2 separate regions of the Sus scrofa genome follow, and region 2 is linked to region 1. A link is a contact called in public Hi-C data. All regions are on one chromosome and are shown on one strand. The core of a region is the stretch at or near the end of the contact, and the rest is flanking DNA. Distances in the headings are between cores, read along the strand shown. Region 1 overlaps CACNA2D3 (voltage-dependent calcium channel subunit alpha-2/delta-3). Region 2 overlaps CACNA2D3 (voltage-dependent calcium channel subunit alpha-2/delta-3).

Region 1 (6,073 bases), core at 1,108-3,607:
ACTTCAGCCACCTTAGGGCACAGTGCAAGTTGGTTGGTTTAAATGAGAGTTGAATTTCTTCTCCTACTCAGACATTTTTATTAAGTGATTATTAAATTCAATTATTTAAATTTAATGATTAGTAGGTATGAATCCTGGATAACTTTTCAGACAGAAGTTGATCTCTGGCATATTGGGCAAGAGAAGACATCAGGAATATGTCTGTATCATAGATTTGCTAGGTGCAGAGAGCTGGTAGACACATTTTTATTTGTATTCTGAAGATAGAGGATGTTTGCAAAGTTTAGTTCAGGCACCAAACTCTTATATAAAATAAATGCATATTTTAAAAATGTCATAAAGTAGCAATAATTTTTATAGCTCAAAATTATCCAGCCTTCCATCTCTGTTATCAACTGCATTTTACGTATTTGTCATAATATTTGCCTTTCCACTTCTTTTAATGGGTCAGGGTATTTTGGAATCAATTACACAATGCTTTTGTTTCTCACATTAGATGTACCATCAATTCTTTTCTTAAATATTTTGTATATTAAAAATAACTTCTTAGGTGACATTAATTATGATACACATGCTGCCGAGCTATTCTTCCCTAGTGATATTAATGATAGTGTTTCAGCTTTCCTGACTGTCTCTGTTATTAACCCATCATAAATACCAGCCCCAATTAGTGTGCAGAAGTGAAATCAGTTGAGAAGTGGAATGTATGTGCAGCAAATAAAGAGTTGATGCTGTGTCTTTCCTCAACGAACAACTGAATTTTGTCATCTGTCAAATCTGAATTCTTAATTCTTTTTGTGTAAAAATGCATACTCTGATTTTTTTCCCGCATTTTACAAAATAATTTATAATCACAGTTGGTGATGTCTGTTTGCAAAATCTTATGATTTGATTTCTTTCCATTCTGTTAAGTCAGAAAATCCTATTTTTATTCAAAGATATTATGCTGTGTAGTTCCTTATTAATGTCTGCTTGTACTCCCTATTTTTGTGCCTTTCTTTGTTCTTGGTTTTTCCCTTTTTTCTCTCCCCCAAGCCTTTACCTTTCCTTCCCTCCTCCCCTCTCTAACTCCCTTCCTCCTTCCCTCTCTCTGCTTCACTCCCTCCTCTTTCTTTTCTCTTGTCCCTTTGTTTTGGAGACCAAGCCTACTGTTGACTTGCTTGGTGTATGCTTTCTGCCGGGTCATTTGGCTTTGCAGAGTATCAGAGAGTCCTGACACTTTTGGATTATCAATACATATCTATTGACTAATAAAACGTTTCATAAAACAGATTTTTCAAAGGGCATAACAGAGAGAAGCTTTTAAATTAGCAAACATCTTGGGCACACGTGCTCCCCTCGGGTCTTCTTTCCAGAAAATAGCTGTTCTTTTGGTTGTTTAAGATGTGCACCTGGGGCAGGGTGGGGGTGTGTGTGGGGTGGTTTACATCCATGGATTGCGCTTGGTGTGAGCTTTGGAATAGGTATCCAAAAGTAGTGATCTTCAAATCAAGATGCTTTTAAAGGGAAAGAAGAGCTATTGATAATTGCTCCTGGACAATAGTTATAAACCAGGATTACGGTAGGCAAACGGGTAGGATGGCCAGATGAAATATAGATACTCTGTTGAATTTGAAATTTAAATATAACTGGGAGTCCTGTGTTTTTATTTGTTATCCTGGCAACCCTATTTGTAGTTATAAACACATGGGACATGCTCCCTGCCTGCAGGTGCTTCTAGTCCAGTTATCCTAGCCAGGTTATCAGTCTCAGGGACCATGCTGATTACTTAACAGGTTACAACCCTGGAAGGTGGGTGGTGCTTTCCCACTTCACATGGGGAGGATTAACAGGTAATACTATCTCCAAGGTCAGATAGCTGGGACCTGCAAGGTAGGGCAGAGAACTGGGAGTCTGGACCAGGACCTCAGATCCTACTACCTTCAAAGCCCTGCCTTCCCTCTCCCAAACCCTCCTTCCTTCCAACCAGCATGTGACAGCACCGAACTCCTTTTGCATGTTTTATAAGAGATCCTGCAAGTGAAAAGTCTTCAGTGTTACTTCTCCACTGCTGGATCTTCCAGGCAGCAGGAGGCAACCAGCTGTTTTCACTGTATCAAACCCAATGCATGTCATGCAGAAAAAATGTCAAGTCATTTTGAAAAATATCTGAAGCATAATGTGCTTGACAGGGGTGAAACAGCATTGGCCATAGTCACGTAATTACTACCTCAGTGTTTGTTTACCATGTGGCCCTCTCTTCTTCCACTAGAATTAAATCAATCTGAGCAACAACGCAGCCTTATAAAGCCTAGGTCTCAGCCGGTACAAAGTCAGACTTTCTCAGGTTCTTCCTACGCATGATCCTTGCCAGGTTGACTAAGCAACTTAACAGTTTCCTCCACATTCCTATCTTCAGACTAAACTCAGACAGACTTATTGAATTAAAGCAAATGGAGGTCACCTCTCTCTCTCCCTCTCTTCTCTCTCTCTCTCTCTCCATATATATATATATATATATATATATATAGCGTGTGTGTGTGTGTGCGTGTGTGCCAACGAAAAATGTTAAGATAGGGTGAGGCTCTGAAGTCCAAGATCTGATTTGAATTTAAGCTGCCGCCAGACACCGTAATATTGCCATCCACTAGATGTCGCTGATGATTCACACCAGTGCAACTGTGAGCCCATTTCTGGATGTTAAAAAAAATCCTTAAAAATGTCAAGCCAGAACTAAAAATCTGAACTTCCAAGTATTTCTTTTTTTTTTTTAACCTTTTAGTTTTTAATATCTTCTCTGTATTCATCCAAAGGGGCCTTCTTTCTCCTTTCACTGATCTCTCTCTACCTTTCTGAATTTAGCAAAAACACAAGAAGAATAAAAGGAAAGAAACTGTCTCAGTTTCTGTGTATGTTGCTTTTTGTTTGTTTGCTTGCTTTTGAATTTTTTCTGACACTCCTCAGACGTCATTTCCTTGATGCTTTTGGTTAGTGTGTATTAACATAACTTATCCAGTTACTCTAGGTTTCCTATACCCAGTGAAGTTGATTTGCCTTTTACAGATCTGTGTTTGGTTTACTTCAAAAAAGGAGAAATATGTCTTTACTGCTGGGGGTTTGCCCCTGACAATAGGAGGGATGAGATGGTTTTTGTAGTCCAAGGAGGCTAAGTCTTTGGTCAGCCATTCTGGTGTAAAGACTCAAGCTGGAGAGATGCTCCCAGAGGAAGATGGGTGGTTGGAAGCAGAGGTAATGAAGCCATTCCCTCTGGTATACAAAGTCAGTTCTAGGCTGGATAGTAACAGCAAAAGCGGAAAGGCTGGCAGCTGCTATAGATTTCCACTCCTAATGAGCTACATTTTTTCCCCTAGAGCATGGCTAATAGGGGATGAGATCGTCAGATTTAAAAAGGGGATGTTAAAAGAAAGTAAGGATAGCTTTAATCAAACTGAAAAATTATAAAACTAATTTTTAGAAAAGCTTGAGACCCATGTAAAGTTATTTTGTAAGTATTATAATAGCAAGCTGTGCTTTTTCTTTATTTTTTTCTTAAAGAGTAGAGAAATCTTTTTTTGGTGGGGGCACACTCGAGGCACATGGAAGTTCCCAGGCTGGGGGTCCAATCAGAGCCACAGCTGCTGGCCTACACCACAGCCACAGCAATGTGAGATCCGAGCCATTTCTGTGACCTACACCACAGCTCACAGCAATGCCGGATCCCCAACCCACTGAGTGAGGTCGGGGATCAAACCCCCATCCTCATGGATATTAGTCAGATTTGTTTCTGCTGCACCACCACAGGAGCTCCAATCTCCTGTTTTTTAAGCCACAAAACTCTTGGTGTGGGAATATGTGTTGGGGGAGTGTCAGAGCCTGATATTAGATTGGGCATTTCGTCTAGAGCCTGTCTTCAGTGCAGGGGAGCCCTGCTGGTGTAGTACCTTCTGTAAGAGTGGTCTTAAGCTTCTCAGCTGTACATGAGATTTCAGTAAGAGTTGAAAGGGACTAGCAGATGTCCTGGGGGTTATACCAGGGTGGTGCTTTATGGATGACTGTAGAGTGAATGGCCCTTTGCCAAGCTCTTCTGCTTATCTCCAGTACCTGCTTTGGTACATTTTTTTTTTTTTTTTTTTTTTTTTTTTGGCTGTAGACTTTTCTTGGAATGAAGCACTTGCTTGGGTTAATTTTTAAAATAATCTTTTATGGATTTCATTATATTGCTGAAAATGTAACATCCATGAAGTAAGAATAATGTAGGGTTAAATTTCCCAGCCTTTGAAAGAAAAACGCCCAAATTCGCTGATTATAATCTGACATTCTCTTTAGAATTTTAAGGGATGAATGCCCTATAAATGCCTACTCGACTGTACAGTGGATAGAGAATTGGGGGAAAAGAAGCCACAATGCAGTATCAAAACACAAAACACTTCCTGAGTTTCCCTACAGTATGAATTAATCATATTTGATACTAATTGTGTCCTTGCTACACAACAACTTCCTGTGTAAATTGTGGGAAAATACGAAAACATTTCAAAGCCCCAAGCACGTTTTACAGTTCGCTGTATATGTGATTTGTTATTTGCTAGGTATCCCTTTCAATACAAATTATTCTCTGCAGATTTACCAAGACGCAGTATTGCTATTTTTCATTTTTCGAAAGATTACTAATATTTCCCTTCCCCTCCAATCCCTTTAAAATGTAAAAAGTATTGGGGTTAGGTCAGTAACATAGCTTTGATCGAGCTGTTGGGCTCATTTAGAATTATTTGTGCGTTTATTATTAAGATCTCCAGTGAATTGTTTGACTTTTGTAATTTATAACTCTTTGTCCCAGAGCCAACATTTGGAATTTAAACTACCAAGAAATCATTTTTTATATCTTTGATTAAAGCTCCTCTTCCAACTCAGCATACTCAGAAGTTGGCCTAGTCCTAAACATGGTTTAGTTTCCTGATGGATCTTGGGTACTCTGGGTCCCTCAGATATGCCGTGGGTTTACCCTGCAGTGAAGTCCAAAACCAGACAGACCTTTGAGTTTTCTCCAGACCTGTAATGCCCTCCGCAACAAGCACTTTCAGACTAGAGTGATAACCTTAGATCTATGAAGACACTATCAGTAGAGGGTTCCTCTACATTTATTTGATTATTGTGGAGGTTTACTGGAAAATTAATTATTTCATAGAATAGTTAATATAAGTAATATGACACTGTATTATTAACAATATATATAAATACAATAAAGTATAATTGATTGATTCATTACTTATAGTACAAGATCATATAATATATATATTATTCAATGTATATCCTTCAAATAACTTAACCTTGTAGCTTTATCTAATCTGTACGTATAAAATGTATTGAAAAAGTTGGTTGTTTGGACCTCATATTCATCTGTAGGGGTTCAGATAAGTTATAGCCATAAAAACTATGATGAAGGTCTATATTCACTGATGTGAAAAGATGGCTACACTACATTCTCAGGCAAAAATAAAATAGAAACTGCAAAATGCTCTTGTACTGTTGTGGTCCCATTTTTACAAATGTATATGTTCATAGACACACATCTAAAAGACTATTTATTCACTGGACTATTAGAATTGTAGCTACTTAAATATTTTTATTTTTCTGTACCTTCTAATTTTTATGATGAAATTATACTACTTTTTATTATGAGAAAATAAACAAGGAAGCTTTTACTTGTTGGGAATAAAAGGTTGTGTTTGTTTTCAATCTCAGTTCATTGTGTGTTTTCAGATGCTGATATCAAAATGTAACTAGAGCAAAAAACGCAGATGTGTTTCTGTAACATTGTGGATTCTAGGATAAAGTGTCATTCTCCAAAATATTGGTATCCATTTTAAAGGAGGAAGAAAAAACATGTTCTCTATCAGTTTGCCCCTGAAAACAAAAGCATTGAAATCATTTTCTCTGCTTCTTCAGAGCCAGTAGGCTCATTTCATGTCTTTCTTCCCACAAGGCTTGATTAGGATTCTCTTAAGGGTTTATCGAAACATTGCATATATATTAGAAATGTGAGGCTTTCAGCATATTCATATTGCTGTTGCTATTTATTATTTTTTTATAAATCACT
Region 2 (6,073 bases), core at 2,191-4,690, 520 kb after region 1:
TTGATTTGAGCTTATGATAGGGAACTATCGTTTGCTTGTTTGTTTTGTTCATGACTTCTTTTTTTCTACATTGCAATTTTTTCTGTCTACTTTTCTTCTGAAACAGTTTCAAAATACAGAAAGTGTTAAGGGCAGTACCAAGAATTCCAATACAACCCTTTCTGTGAAAACCCTCAGGAATGACTTTCACATCAGAGGATCCAATTCAGGACATCATGTTGCATTGAGTTGTCGTGCCTCTCCAGTCTCCTTCAATCTGGAACAGGTGCCTCAGTTTTCCTTGACATCTTTGACATCTGTAGGCTGGGCACTTTGCAGAATGACTCTCAATTTGGGTTTGTCTGATATTGCCCATGTTAGATCCAGGTTGTGGATTTTGGGCCAGAATGAACTGTGCCTTCTGTCTGACACTCAGAGGGACTTCTCGCTGAACTTCATTTTTAATTACTCTAGAGGATAGCTCTTCCATGTGTTCACCAGGTTTATCACAAGAGAATTTTTTTCCATGGCTGACACTGTTCATATAGTTCCAAATGTAGCCTAGAATGTTGATGTCTATGTTCCAGCCTTTTCTGGTGTGGGGGTCCAAGAGTGGAAAAAGGCTATTCTGCTCCATATGCCTACAGAAGAGTATGTTTGTATAGGGGTGATCTAGGTATGTATGTCATGGCAGAATGAAAGAGAATGTTGTGTAAGGGAATGCTTTATGGAGGAAGTAACATTAAGTCATTTAGAACTGAATCAGGGTTCTTCAAGGGTTTGGGTAGAAGTGACTGCAACACTCAATCTTTTGGTCCCTGAGCTTGTGCATCAGCATTACCTGTGAGCAGATGAGAACAGCAGAGTCATTGGTGTCCTCTTAATCCCACTGAATAGCATCTGAGTTTTAACCAGTTCCTCAAGTCCTTTGTAACATGTTCAGTTTGAGGAGTGCTCATCCATACTAGTAGGAATCACTCAAGTATCTTTAAAAAATACAGATGGCTTGGTACTACATTCAGGGATTCTAATGTAATTTGGTTTAGTCGTGTCCAGCTATGAGCTAAATAAACAAGGTAAAACAAAAAGCTCCCCAGGCAATTCCAATAGGCAGCCCAGGCTAAGAATTAGAACTTCACCTCTGTCCCAGCACTAAGAGAAAGGAAGTATGGTGTATTCAAGGACCCATGGCAGGTCAGAAGGTCTGGTTGTTGGGAAGGAGCATGATAACTTAGGGTTTGGGGCAGTTGAACTTATCTGGCTGGAGGGAGAAGAGCTTTGTTTGTTTCACTCCAGCACAGACCATTGGGCAGATACTAGGGGGCAGGGGCAAGTGGGAAGAGAGGGATGGAGTGACTCCTGCACTTGAGAAGAATTTTCCCACTTCAAGAACAGACAAGAGGCTATGGCAGGGAAACCCTTGGAAGGTATCCCGGAAATCATGCAGGTTGGCAGGGCCAGCTACCTAATTTACAGGGCCCAGGACGAAACAAAAATATGGGCTGCTTGTTCAAAAAGCAGGAAAAAGGTGTTATTAAAGGTATTGAAAGGTAAAACATTTCCTCTCCTCTGTGGTCTTTCTTGACCTGTCATGACGTTTTAATCTGCTATTGGATATTGTGCTCCATCAGGCCCAGGGACACTCACTGGGAAAGTGCAGACTCTCACAGACACCCCAGATTCTGTCTCTGTTCCTCAGTGGAATGTGCATCCCACTGGCTGCTGGGTTGTCCCTTCCACTAACACTGGACTGAGGTGCCATGTCTGACTTAGAGAACGAGACTCGATCTCCCCTCCACAGGTCCACCCCCCCATCTCATAGTGAATGGTCAATTGCTAAGGGATTTTCATTTTAACATCAAGACCTACTTGGTGCCTGGATAAAGGGGTAGGTGAAAGGTTCACCCTGGTCACAGGCTGAATATGCTATAGTGCTGCCAGCTCCCACCATGCCTTGCTCCTCCTCATACCTGCACCCAGACCTTTGCCAGGGTTGGAGGGCGATAGGTTGCCTGGTCCAGAGCAGGAGCCCAGCAGCTAAGAACCTCCCACCTCCCATGCCCCCTTGGACCTCACTTATAGAATGAAAATTCAAAGATAAAATTAAAAATTTTAAGACTGCTCTGCTTGCAGAGCAGTAAACTCCAAGTAACAGTCCTTTCTAAGTGTAGGTTCCTGTGTAACTGCACTGGTCACCTGTCCATAAAGCTGGACCTTGGCATGGTAGATGGAAGGATGGATTTGGGAAACATTGAGGAAATGGTCACATCAGGACACATTGATGTTTACAGAGAAAAGGCTTGAGAATTGCTTCAAGATCTCTAGCCTGTGTGGCTCTAAAGATGGTGGGACCATTAAGAGATACAGGAGACCAAGGGAAATAATTATTGGGATTGGGAACAAGGGGATATTTTAGATACCTGCGAATACTTCCTTTGTTTGAACATTTAATCATCCCTTGTTTCTCTGGTTTAATTGCAGAGGCTGGCATTTTCAGAACAATGACGAATAATAGAGGGGAGAAAGAGCCTTCATGCCTTCTTCCGACTCTAATTAGACACCTCTGATTTATTCCTCAGCCTGATGCTAAATTTGGTTCATAGTCAAGTGCCTATTACTATTCTCTCAAGGATTGTTTTCAAGGATGTTTTTTTTTTTTTTTGTCAAATGCTATATAAGCATCTATTGAATCTATTGGACAGATCCCACAGCACTGCCTCTTCCACCTCTAGACAGGGTGTCCTTCATGAATAGATTTACTGGAAGAATGTGAACAGGAAGTCAAGTGGGGCTTTCCTTGTAGCCCCCGACTGAGTGAGGACAAATTGGTACTGAGCTCGTAGGTTCTAAAGAGAGCAGGCATTTGGCTGGCACAAATTTAGAGTGGAAACCATCCTCATGACCCCCACTCCTAAGTGTTTTGGAGGGTCTACAACTGGCCCACCTCAGTCTGCCACTCAAAGACTGATGAGGGGCCTAACAGGGAAGATATCAAGGTTTATGGAAAGAGGTGTTTTCCTCCAGGGGGTGTTTTTTTCCTGCTGGGAGCCAGAGGCCTGGTGGGGAATTCCCCAAATCCCTTCTGTATTTTGGAGGTATCTGAAAGAAGAGAAGTTGAGCACTGGGCCAGTGTCCTCTGGGTGGCGGGAGTGCTGATATGTTCTATCTGAATAGGGAAAAAGAGATCTGGAGGGAGATGGCTAGGTTTGGAGAAGGGGCAGCACTAAAGTAGCTTGTGGCTGGGCCAGCAAAGATGCCTGTTTCCCAGAGGGCAGGTAGACAATATGGAAGATCACGGCCACCTTGCCTAAAGCAACACGAGGACTGCTCTCCAGGAGAACCACACTAAGGGCAAGAGGCTGTGGAGTGACTGCTGATGGCAAGAGTTGCAATGAATGGTCATGTTGGGGCCACACTGAGGAGCTCTAGGTCTTTGGGAGAATCATGATAACCACACAAAAAAGTCTGCATTTGGATGCCTGGCCACATGGGGAGCACCAAAGGCCAAGTTGTTACAAGCTATGATTAAGAGATTGCACCATGACCTGGTGAGTAGGAAATGCTTCCCTCTGCTGCTCCATTTTTTCCTTGCCCCAAATGACTGAAAAAGCTAGAAAACAGAAGCTTGAAGGATGGACAGTGTAGAGCTTCAAACTAGATATGAAATTAAAGTATTAAACTAGATTGGACTAATTTTATTAACATCAATTGTTCAAAAAGTTGGAGAATCTATTCAAAACATCATTCAGAGATGAGAAGACAGGAATTCAATACAGTAGGTTCAAAAATAAGAGACTTCAGAAAAAGCTGTTTCATGTTTCTATCTCTGTTAAGCTGAGACAACTCAATAAGGTTGTTCATTTGCATTCCTGGGTTAATCCTCACTGCTGTGTGCTGTATTTCAATGTCCTACTGAAGTCTGTTTGCTGCATTTCATTTAAGATCTTTGCATCAATATTCATAAAAAGAGATTATTCTGTGGCTTTTTTTTCTTTTCTTACTGTCTGTCTGTCTTTCTGGTATAATCATGGTCAGGCTTCATATCAAGACCCTTAATAAAAAGAATTTGACATATTTCCTTCTTACCTTCCTTGTGCTTAAAAGCAACTTAAATATTTTGGAGCTACATGTGCCTTGACATGCTAACATGATTCACCTGTGGAATTTCCTGGGACTGACACTTTTGGGGTGAGCAAGTAAGGCCCTGCTCATCATCCTTTCACCTTGTTTGAACTCAGCCAGGAGTCGGTACTAGTGTTCCCCTTTTGCCTCCCCCATGCTGCAGGATAGCACAGCTATGGACTCAAACACAGCTTCAATATTTAATTTCTAGTTTAAATGTAAGCAGTCCATCACCAAATGTTTGCTCTCCACAACCTAAGGGTCTGGGTCAGTGTAGAGCATGTGGGGGCATGTTGGGGAAAAACAGGAATCTACCCACCTCCAAAGAGGATAGGATCCTTTTTTGGGGGGGAGGGCATGCAAATGGAGATTCCCAGGCTGGGGTCAAATCCAAGCTGTAGCTGCCAGCTGTGTACCACAGCTCACAGCAACACCAAATCCTTAACCCACTGAATGAGAGCAGGGATCAAATCTGTGTCCTTATGGATGCTAGTCAGATTCGGGTTTCAGTTCATCAACCACTAAGCCACAACAGGAACTCCAAGAATAGGAGCCTTTGGAGATCCATGTACCCGACCCAACTGGAGAATAGTCCCACCCAAAACTGGATCAATGCCAAATCCACATCAGTTCCCTGTGACTTATTCATTGTCTTTTACCTTTGGCTAAAATATGGAGAATTTGTAAATGGTAAAAATCTATAAACCGTGAAAGACTTTAAAATCCTAACACTGTCAAGCCACAGTTTTGTACCCAATTAATGAAAAGAAAGCCAACCAAGTTCCCCAGATGCACACCCTGGGGTCCTCTGAGAATCTTAGCCATAGGTACCCCCACCACAAAGACTTGTCCAGGCAGCATTAGGGGAACAGCATGACCACTTTCGTCATCTGGGCAGCAAAGCCTCTTCAGCAGATAGTCCCTCTTGTCAAGGGAGATTGTCTTGAAATTGCATCATCTTTTTTTTCTCTAGTTCTTTCCCGGTCTGTCGTGAATGGAAAAGGGAGGACTGGGTTATTTCAGTTCTGGCAATGGACACATCAAAATTGTTTCCCTCTTCCCTATACTCTTTCCCTTGAGGACCTAATTTATTTTATGCGTTTTGACCTATCCCTGCTTAGAAACAACCGCTGTGATTCTCTGTTGAGGCATTTCCCTTCCGCCTTTTTTGGCCCCCAGGCCATGGTTCCTCTGCACAGTGATGTCAGTCTGGCTGCTGGGCCCAGCTGGATGGAGGTGTGTTTTATGAAGTTCAACCCTGCACCCTGGGCCATAAATACACGTTGTGCACATAAATGTACAGCTAACATTGGCCAGACCCCTCCGAAGAACCATGTTAATAAGCAGACAGTAAGTCTTTAAAATATGGAAAAGCAGTTAATCTTTCCGCTGGCAAATCCTTCGTAGGGGGTTGTTTTCCTCCACTGCAGTAATAGCTGCCTGGAGGGATTTCATCTCCTAGGCCTGGGGTAAATAAAGAAGGGAAATTTGCAGTGGGGCTTCATGGCAACACTTGGAGAGCCTTTACTTTGGAGGATAAATGTGTTCAAAGGACTACTATCTTGCACTGTCATTGAGCATCTGTGTCGAGTGATCACTGGGTCTGCGCTCAAGGAGCTTGAGCACTGATAACTCCAGTACAAGACAGAAAGTCTTCTGCCTATAGTAGCAGCCCCACAACAGGCCTGGCCTCCAGAGGCTTGTAGCTCTGCCCCTGTTACTCCAGGAAGTAACTGAGGCTCTCATTTCTCCATCTCTAAAATGGGCACGATTATGTCTTATTCGTATAGCTTCTATAGAAGTTGACTTCTGCTTTCTGAGTCCCAGTTTCCTTTTTTGTGAAATGAGAAAATCCGTATTCTTTGCCCCAGCATAATATTTGATTTTATAAATATTTTAAGAATACTTGTACACATTTTCCTTTTAAGGAACTCCAGTGTTACCCATATAAGGTTAAGTCTGCCAGGACAAT

The links. A called contact is a pair of places that touch in the nucleus more often than the background predicts.
Region 2: a contact with region 1 is called in a Hi-C map of embryonic fibroblasts, with 2.2 times the contacts expected there. The contact joins two enhancer-like sites. A contact is called at or near these places in 2 of 47 Hi-C or Micro-C datasets (embryonic fibroblasts and fibroblasts).

Annotation. Positions count from the first base shown.
Region 1 is chr13:36,484,139-36,490,211 of Sscrofa11.1, forward strand. The region is part of intron 4 of CACNA2D3 (voltage-dependent calcium channel subunit alpha-2/delta-3); the gene reads left to right. Among named protein-coding and RNA genes, the nearest start is that of CACNA2D3, 260 kb to the left of the region's middle. Within about 2 kb of position 2,358, at least 7 of the 83 cell types and tissues checked have an H3K27ac peak or open chromatin away from gene starts, as enhancers often do. A contact at or near this core is called in embryonic fibroblasts, where this site is marked.
Region 2 is chr13:37,003,116-37,009,188 of Sscrofa11.1, forward strand. All of the region lies in intron 35 of CACNA2D3 (voltage-dependent calcium channel subunit alpha-2/delta-3), which reads left to right. Among named protein-coding and RNA genes, the nearest start is that of LRTM1, 120 kb to the left of the region's middle. Within about 2 kb of position 3,441, at least 2 of the 83 cell types and tissues checked have an H3K27ac peak or open chromatin away from gene starts, as enhancers often do. A contact at or near this core is called in embryonic fibroblasts, where this site is marked.